Linked DNA regions of Sus scrofa: region 1 is linked to region 2. Evidence: chromatin contacts called from public promoter capture Hi-C data. All regions are on one chromosome and are shown on one strand. Each heading gives the region's core, a stretch centred on a gene start, on an enhancer-like site or on the middle of the called end of the contact. The rest is flanking DNA. Distances are from core to core; before and after follow the strand shown. Region 1 holds the start of PPP1R12C (protein phosphatase 1 regulatory subunit 12C). Region 2 holds the start of ZNF331 (zinc finger protein 331).

Region 1 (3,788 bases), core at 373-2,872, 2.7 Mb before region 2:
GCAGGCACAGAAATATACATAACCACAGATGGATGATTAATCTCCCTGGGTGTGTAGGTTGAGTGGGACTCAACATCCCAAGAGCTCCCAGGACTGGATCCCCTTCGTGCCCATCCCCACGGTCTCCAGATCTCATGGGATGGATTTGCAGTTTATTTCTTTGCACAGTCCCCCCAACCCACCCCCAAGGACCTCAGAGCCTGTATGTAGGCTGCTCTGACATTCCTTGGAAGAAAAAGAATCTCGCCTGTGTCTGCATTTCAGCACTTTTCTTTGCGATTTTTAGGGGTCTTTGTTCGGGTCTCAAAGTGCGTACCTCTTTCCCAATGAGGATTCAGGTGCAAGGTACTTAAGACGGGGATAGTTTTCTTTTTTCTTTTTTCTTTTCCTTTTGCTCTTTAGGTCCCCACCTTCAGCATATGTAAGTTCCCAGGCTAGGGGTTGAATGGGAGCTGCTGGCCTACCCCACAGCCATAACAACTCAGGGTCCGAGCTGCGTCTGCGACCTGCACCACAGCTCACGGCAACGCCGGATCCTCAATCCACTGAGCAAGGCCTGGAATCGAACACGCAAGCTAAGGTTCATTTCTTGCTTTATGGTGCTACGTACTAGCCCGCCACATCAACTAGAACGCCTCATCTGGACTACAAATCCCAGCATTGCTTGCGAGGATATAGAGCCCGGCCTACACTTCCCAGCGTGCTCCACGCCTCAGGGTGATTGCAATGGCAGAGAGGGCCAGTTTAAGGCTCTGCGGGCATTTTCATTTGTGGATCCTACCTCGCAGGTTCCCTTCCCGATGTGATCCAGGGGTTACTCGGGGACTCTGGACTTATCTTGCCCTCGAATCTTATTTCTTGGGGTGTTTGGGGGCTCTGCCTAGGACTACATTTCCCAGCGCGACCAGCGGCCCATTGTCATGACCTTTGTACCGCATACATAATTTCCCAGCATGCCCTGGGCGGTCACCCAGGAAGGCTTGCAATTTTCTTGATGATCCAAGGGTTGCGGACTCAATTTCCCATAGTATCCTGGTGTTTCCCACGACCTAGAGAATCCGTTCTCTCATTCATTCATTCATTCAAAAAACTATTTCCGATCGCGTTCTACTAGGTACTGGGAACAAGGAAAGCACACAACACAAAAATCCCGGTCTTCCTGGGGCTTATTTCTTGTTGAAGGGCGCGACAAACCCAAAGTAAATAAAGTACATGACATGAAAAAGGGGAAAACGGAAAACTTCTGTACTTTTCGGGTTGTCGAGTCCATTTCCTAGTAGGTCCCCGGGGGCCAGCCCTTCGTCACCTGGATGCTGCGAACGGCATTTCCTGCATGCCCTGGGGCCGACCTCCCGCCTGTAGACTCCACTTCCCAGCACGCCAATCAGATTTCCTTTTGACACCGCGGAGCTGCGAATTTCCCAGTGTGCCTCGGGGCGGGACTATTGCAGAGATCCATTTCCGTTTATGGACTCCACTTCCCAGAGTTCCCCGCGGTCCGCCCTCAGGCGGTTGCCGGTTGCCTCTCCAGCCTGTGGACTCCATTTCCCAGCGGGCCCCGAGTCGGCGTGGTGACGTCACGTGCCGGGCGGGGACCGGTAGATCCTCTGGCGGCGCGGGGCGGGACGCAATTCCCGGCGGCCCGGAGGAGGGCGGGCGTCGGCGACGCCTCGGAGCTGGTCGCTCGCTCGCTCGCTCGCTCGCTTCTTACCTGGCGGGCGAGCGGGCGGCGCGATGTCGGGCGAGGATGGCCCAGGGGCGGGCCCGGGGGCGGCGGCGGCGGCAGCCCGTGAGCGGCGGCGGGAGCAGTTGCGGCAGTGGGGGGCGCGGGCAGGCGCCGAGCCGGGCCCCGGGGAACGGCGCGCCCGTACCGTGCGCTTCGAGCGCGCCGCCGAGTTTCTGGCGGCCTGCGCGGGTGGCGACCTGGACGAGGCGCGCTTGATGCTGCGCGCGGCCGACCCCGACCCTGACGCCGAGCTGGACCCCTCCGCCCCGCCGCCAGCCCGCGCCGTGCTCGACTCCACCAACGCCGACGGCATCAGCGCCCTGCACCAGGTCAGCGCCCCCGCCCGGGCTCCGATCCGCCCTGGGTCTGCGCTGCCTCGAGCACCCTCCCTCCCAGTCCAGAGTCACCCTTGCCAGTCGTGGTCTGCACCGTCGATGCTGCCCCGGTCCTTTATCATCCCGTGCTGAGTCCTTTTCCCATCCCACCCACCTGGAGCTCCCCTCTTCCAGTCCTGAGCCACTTGAACTGGCCTGGTTTTTGCCATCCTGCGCTGCCCTCTCTCCGGACTCGAGCCACTGCTGAGGGCCTCAGGCCAGTCCATCCTCGTCTTGTCTCTTTCGCCCTGCTCTTTCCCCACCTTGAGCGCTCTTAACCAGCCTGGCCCGTGCCACCTCTACTCTGCCATCGAATGCTGCCCCACTTTCTCGAGTCCGCCACTTCTCCCAGCTTCACCGGTACCCACTGTTTCCCCTAGTCCAGGCAGGTACCACTTTCCCTGAGCGTCCTCCTCCTCTCTTCTGGGCCTGTGCTGCTTCTTTTCCCGCTCTCTGGCCTGGGCCGTTTCTTCGGCCAGCCCCCGAGCCTTCCATGCCCTTTCCTTCAGGTTTCTGCTCTTCATCCTTGGTCTCTGCCATCTGTTGCCATGTAAGGGTGCTCTTTCCTGAGCCATCGCCCTCAAGGCGCTCTGCTCCTCAAGTGGATGCTTCCCTCGCCTGGCTCACCTCCTGCTCTCTCTCCTGCCCCCTTCACCTGCGTGCCCTCCTCATTCTCCCTCTGTGCCACCTCTGGCCTTGCACTGTAGGCTCTCTCTTGGGGATGTTTCTCTTTCTCCACACACTTCTCTTTCACTCTGTCCTCTTGCTTTGTGTGGGCCTGCAGCGTTACCCTTTTTTCTGGGCACACTCAGAGCACCCTCCTCTTTCTGGTTCTGGGCCACCTGTCTGTCCTCGGGTCATCTTGCTCTCTCTGCCTGGATGCCCTCCTGTGGCTTTGGGCAGCTTCTCCCTCCTTCAGAGTGCACCGCCAGTTCTCCTAGGCCCGGTCACTTCCCCTTCCCAGGGGACCTAGAGCCCTGCTAGGTCCTCTCTCTCCACAACCTGGGCCCCCAAACCTTTCCAAAACACCTTGCTTTCTGCCTCCATTGGTCTTGTGTTCCAGAGCCAGAGTCACTATATGTCCCAGAACCAGGATTCCCTCTGGTTCTGAGGGCTTTTATCGCATCCCCTGCCTGGCTGCAGTGGGTCTTTGGGGACAGGCCACAGAAGAGCCTCTACTCCTCCCTCTGTCCCCGAGGCTGTCTCCCTCCCAGTCTTCCCAGCTCAGGCCAGTCCCCAGGCCTCTCTTCCCTGCCAGAGCCCGTCAGGTTCGGTTACTTTGGGGCCCAGAGAGGACCCTGTGAAGGAAGCGTGGGTAGGGGCACGGGAATGGGGAGGATGCCTGAAGAGGCCCCCTTAGCCAGAAGAGGAGCAGAAGAGGAGCAGGTACCCAGAAGAGGAGCAGTTCAGGGAAATAGAAGAGTCCCGAGCTCTTTTTTTTTTTTTTTTTTATTTCTTTTCTTTTCTTTTCTTTTTATGGCAGCATCCGTGGTATATGGAGGTTCCCAGCCTAGGGGTCAGATCATACCTGCAACTGCCAGCCTACACCACAGCCACAGCACTCAGGATCCGAGCTGCATCTGCGGCTTACGCCACAGGTCACAGCAACGCTGGATCCTTAACCCACTGAATGAGGCCAGGGATTGAACCTGCAACCTCATGCACACTATGCTGGGGTCTTAATCGGC
Region 2 (3,805 bases), core at 72-2,571:
ATCTTAACACAAAGTTTTTCACATCACAGGAACCTTAGAAAATACATGAATACTACTGACTCACAGTAGACAGACTTAAACTAAACTTTATAAACAGTATAAAGCGGCATAGTATACGAAAAGAGAACACTTACAGAAAGATTTCATGGCCCTCCTTATCAAAAACAATGCCTGCATCATTACTTAAGGAAACCAGGTATGTCACCCCAAAACATGCTTCTTTGACATAAAAATTACTTTGAGGGAGTTCCGGTTGTTGCTCAGCAGTAAAGAACCCAAATGGTCTCCATGAGGACTCCAGTTTGATCCCCTGCCTTTTTCAGTGGGTTAAGGATCCAGGGTTGCCATGAGCTGTGGTGTGGGTCGCAGATTCTACGTTTCTACGTTGCTATAGCTGTGACTTAGGCAGCTTCAGCTCCATTTCTACCCCTAGCCTAGGAACTTACATATGATATGGGTGCGGCCCTAAAAAGAAAAAAATAATTAAACCTTCTTTAAAAGCAGTAAACACACAAAAGAGCCCCTTCTCTGTCAAAAGGCAGAAAGTAAATTCTTTAAATGACGATAGACTGGGAGTTCCCATGTTGGCACAGCAGAAATGAATCCAACTAGGAACCATGAGGTTGTGGGTTCGATCCCTGGCCTCCCTCAGTGGGTTAAGGATCTGGTGTTGCCCTGAGCTGTGGTGTAGGTCAGCGGCAACAGCTCCAATTAGACCCCCCTCCATATGCCACGGGTGTGGCCCTAAAAATTAATTAATTAATTAATAATAAATGTAGACAGATGGCATCAGAGGACTCTCAAACAAACCTCATTACATGAAGATAAGAGTTATCAGGCCGTAATAGGTCTATCACTAGCCCGGAGCACTGTCAATACTTCACAATTCATCGTTTCTTTGTCTCAAAGGTATAAAAGCTTCCTGCTGTGGACATATCTTCAGGTTTTCATCCTCTTCTGAAAGCCCCCATGTACATGAAAGAACGTAATAAAATTTGTATGCTTTTCTCGCATTAAAAGAAGAAAAGGAGAAAAGAAATCCGAAGAGCTGGCAAAGCTCCCAGCATTTTGAAATTCCGCGGCTCTGAAACGCATTCCCTCCAAGTCTGGAGGTACAGCGCTCCTTTAGGGGTAGGGGAGACGCCTTCTGAAGGCCTTGTCTAGCGCCCCCGAGATGCGAACTACATTTCCCAGAAACCTCTGAGGCACAGCTCCACTCCTGCCTCTTGAGGGGTTGCATGCTGGGTAAGCGAGCCATTGAGTGTTCAGCTCCGCGGATCTCTGGGTTTCTAGACTACATGTCCCAGAAGGCTCTGGAGCACCGCCCCCAGTAGAAACTCGCCCAGTTGCATGCCGGAAGATGCGCTTTCTGCGCGAAGATTTTTTTTTTTTTTTTCTTTCTTTTTTTTTTTTTAAAGCTCTGGTTTCCTGGTGACGGTGTCTGGAGATAACCTCAACGCTCGCGCTCGCTCCGGACGCCCTGTTGGTTGTTAGGCCCCAAGCGGTGAGTTAGTAGCATCCCAGGAGGACACCAGCACGGAACGCGGCGGGCGACTGCGGTGAAAGAGAGGCGGAGAGGCCCGAAACAGAGCCTCGGCCTCTGGCTCCCGGGAGCGGCTGCGGAGGAAGTGCGAGTGTGTGTGTGTGTGTGTGTGTGTGTGTGTGTGTGTGTGTGTGTGTGCGCGCGCGCGCGGATCGGGCTCAGCCGTGTGCATAGAGCGAGACGCGCGCGTGAGCGTCGGCGAGGGAGACAGGCCGGGTACCTGTACTGGTGACGCACTTGCGCGTGAGTGTGGGCGGGGGGCGGGGGGCGCGACTCGGCGCCATCCCCGTGGCTGTGCGTCGCGTGGGCATCTGGAAGGGGGACGCGGCTAGGCTGTGACGGGCTGTGACTCGGCCACTCTGCTCTGCGTGAGTTACATGCGCGTGGGCCCTGCGTGGGTGGCGGGGCCCAGATGTGTCTCGGCGGCTGAGATGAGCCTTTGCACTTAAGTGGGATTGGCAGAGACACACACCATGTCTCTGGCGTGGGCGTCAGTTCTTGTGACAGAGTCAAGGGGTGTCTCATGGTGGTTTGTGCCATCGCTTGGCTGTGACAGGTGCAGGATTGTGTTTGGATGTGTGGCCGCGGATTGAGTGAGCACGGTTGTGTGTGACAGTGTAACCTGTAGCTCTCATGTTTCTGCTGCTCCCTCTCCCTTCACGTTCCAACCTTCTGGTCCTTGTTTGGGGACAGTGGCCCCGAATACAAGTCAAAGCCTGAACCCTGTGATGAAAATGACAAGAATGGCACAGACATAGTCGTGAGATGGCAATCTCAGAGCCATAGGTGCTCGCCATCTCAAATTCAGGTTACCTGAGTGACAGGGTGAAAAAGCCTCGGGAAGAAGATCCCCTTTTCGGATGGGAGAGGACCCTGACCAGGTAGCTGGGGGTAGAAGACAGCTACATATTTCAGAACTCCAATTATTAGAGCCTAGTCACCAGGGATCTCCGAAATTCTGAGATCTCAGTGCCCTCTTATTTCTGATTGGTTTAAGATAAGACGTGGGAACAGGTGGGGCATTGGAGGATATTTTCTGATGTAGTCTGTGCTCCAGAAAAGCCCTAGTGTCTGATTCTATCCTCTTTTAACCCCATGCCAGCTGTCTCCAGAAAAATCATCCTGGGAGTTCCTGTTGTGGCTCAGTGGAAACTAATCTGACTAGGATCCATTAGGATGCAGGTTCCATCCCTGGCCTCGCTCAGTGGGTTAAGGATCCCGTGTTGCCGTGAGCTGTGATTTAGGTTACAAATGTGGCTCAGATCCCACGTTGCTGTAGCATTGCTGTAACCCCTAGTTACAATTAGTGAGCCACTTCCAAAAGGTTACCCTTAACTGAAGGCCATGCTTTATTCAGATTGCCTTAATTTTTGCATAATGGTTTTCATCTGTTGCAGGATCCCATCCAGGACACCACATTACATTCATTGTCATGGCTCCTTAGGCTCTTCTTGGCTTTGCCAATTTCTCAGACTTGGCTTGTTTCTGATGACTTGACAGTTTTAAGAGGCTGAGTATTTTATAGGCTGCCCCTCTCTTGGAATCTGATGTTTTCTTCATGATTAGACTGGGTTTCTAGGTTTGACGGTGGAAGATCACAGAGGTAAATTACCACTTCATTACATCATGGCAAGGATACGCACTATCAACATGATTTATGATTGGTGAGGTTGAACTTGATCACCTGGCTTAGGTAGTGTTGGTTGAGGTTGAACTTGATCACCCGGCTTAGGTGGTATTGGTCAGTTTTCTCCACTCTAAAGTTACTCCTTTTTTTTCAAAGACTGTGTCACACTTGAGTGACAGCTACATATTTCAGAACCCCAGGTTCTAGAGCCTAGTCACTCTGACTCTGCTTCTGTCTTCACGTCTTTCTCTCCTCTCACACCCTCTTTATTTCCTATTAAGAAAATAGGAATTCATTTTCTAAGTTTATACCTTACACATTTTTTCTAATAATGTTGGGTGCAAAGTGAACCCTAAAGGGTCAGGTGATTTAGCAGTTGTCTGCAGGACACCGTGGCTGAAAGGGCAAACTCAATAGCAAAATTTACCCTCCCATCAAGATATAAAACTAAGCAGCGTCAAGAGGACTGTCTGGATCTACAGAGCATCACTTGGCATGTTAGTCATTTTTCCCGGTTAGTATCCCAACATCGTGGACATGTGTAGACATCAAGGAGCTGGTTTTAGTATTTGGTAGTGAAAGGAAATGAAGAGAAATTATTCAGTAAAATCACCCCAAAATGACATATTCTGAGC

The links. Promoter capture Hi-C pulls out the DNA fragments that hold promoters and counts their contacts.
Region 1: a promoter capture Hi-C map of liver shows a contact between it and region 2, with 9 times the contacts expected there. The contact joins the promoter of PPP1R12C here to the promoter of ZNF331 in region 2. A contact is called at or near these places in 1 of 5 promoter capture datasets (liver) and 1 of 47 Hi-C or Micro-C datasets (liver).

What each region holds. Positions count from the first base shown.
Region 1 is chr6:59,345,011-59,348,798 of Sscrofa11.1, reverse strand. It overlaps PPP1R12C (protein phosphatase 1 regulatory subunit 12C), which reads left to right and starts at 1,622. Exons shown (of 20, transcript XR_002344812.1): 1 at 1,622-2,055.
Region 2 is chr6:56,608,963-56,612,767 of Sscrofa11.1, reverse strand. It overlaps ZNF331 (zinc finger protein 331), which reads left to right and starts at 1,321. Exons shown (of 5, transcript XM_021097273.1): 1 at 1,321-1,504.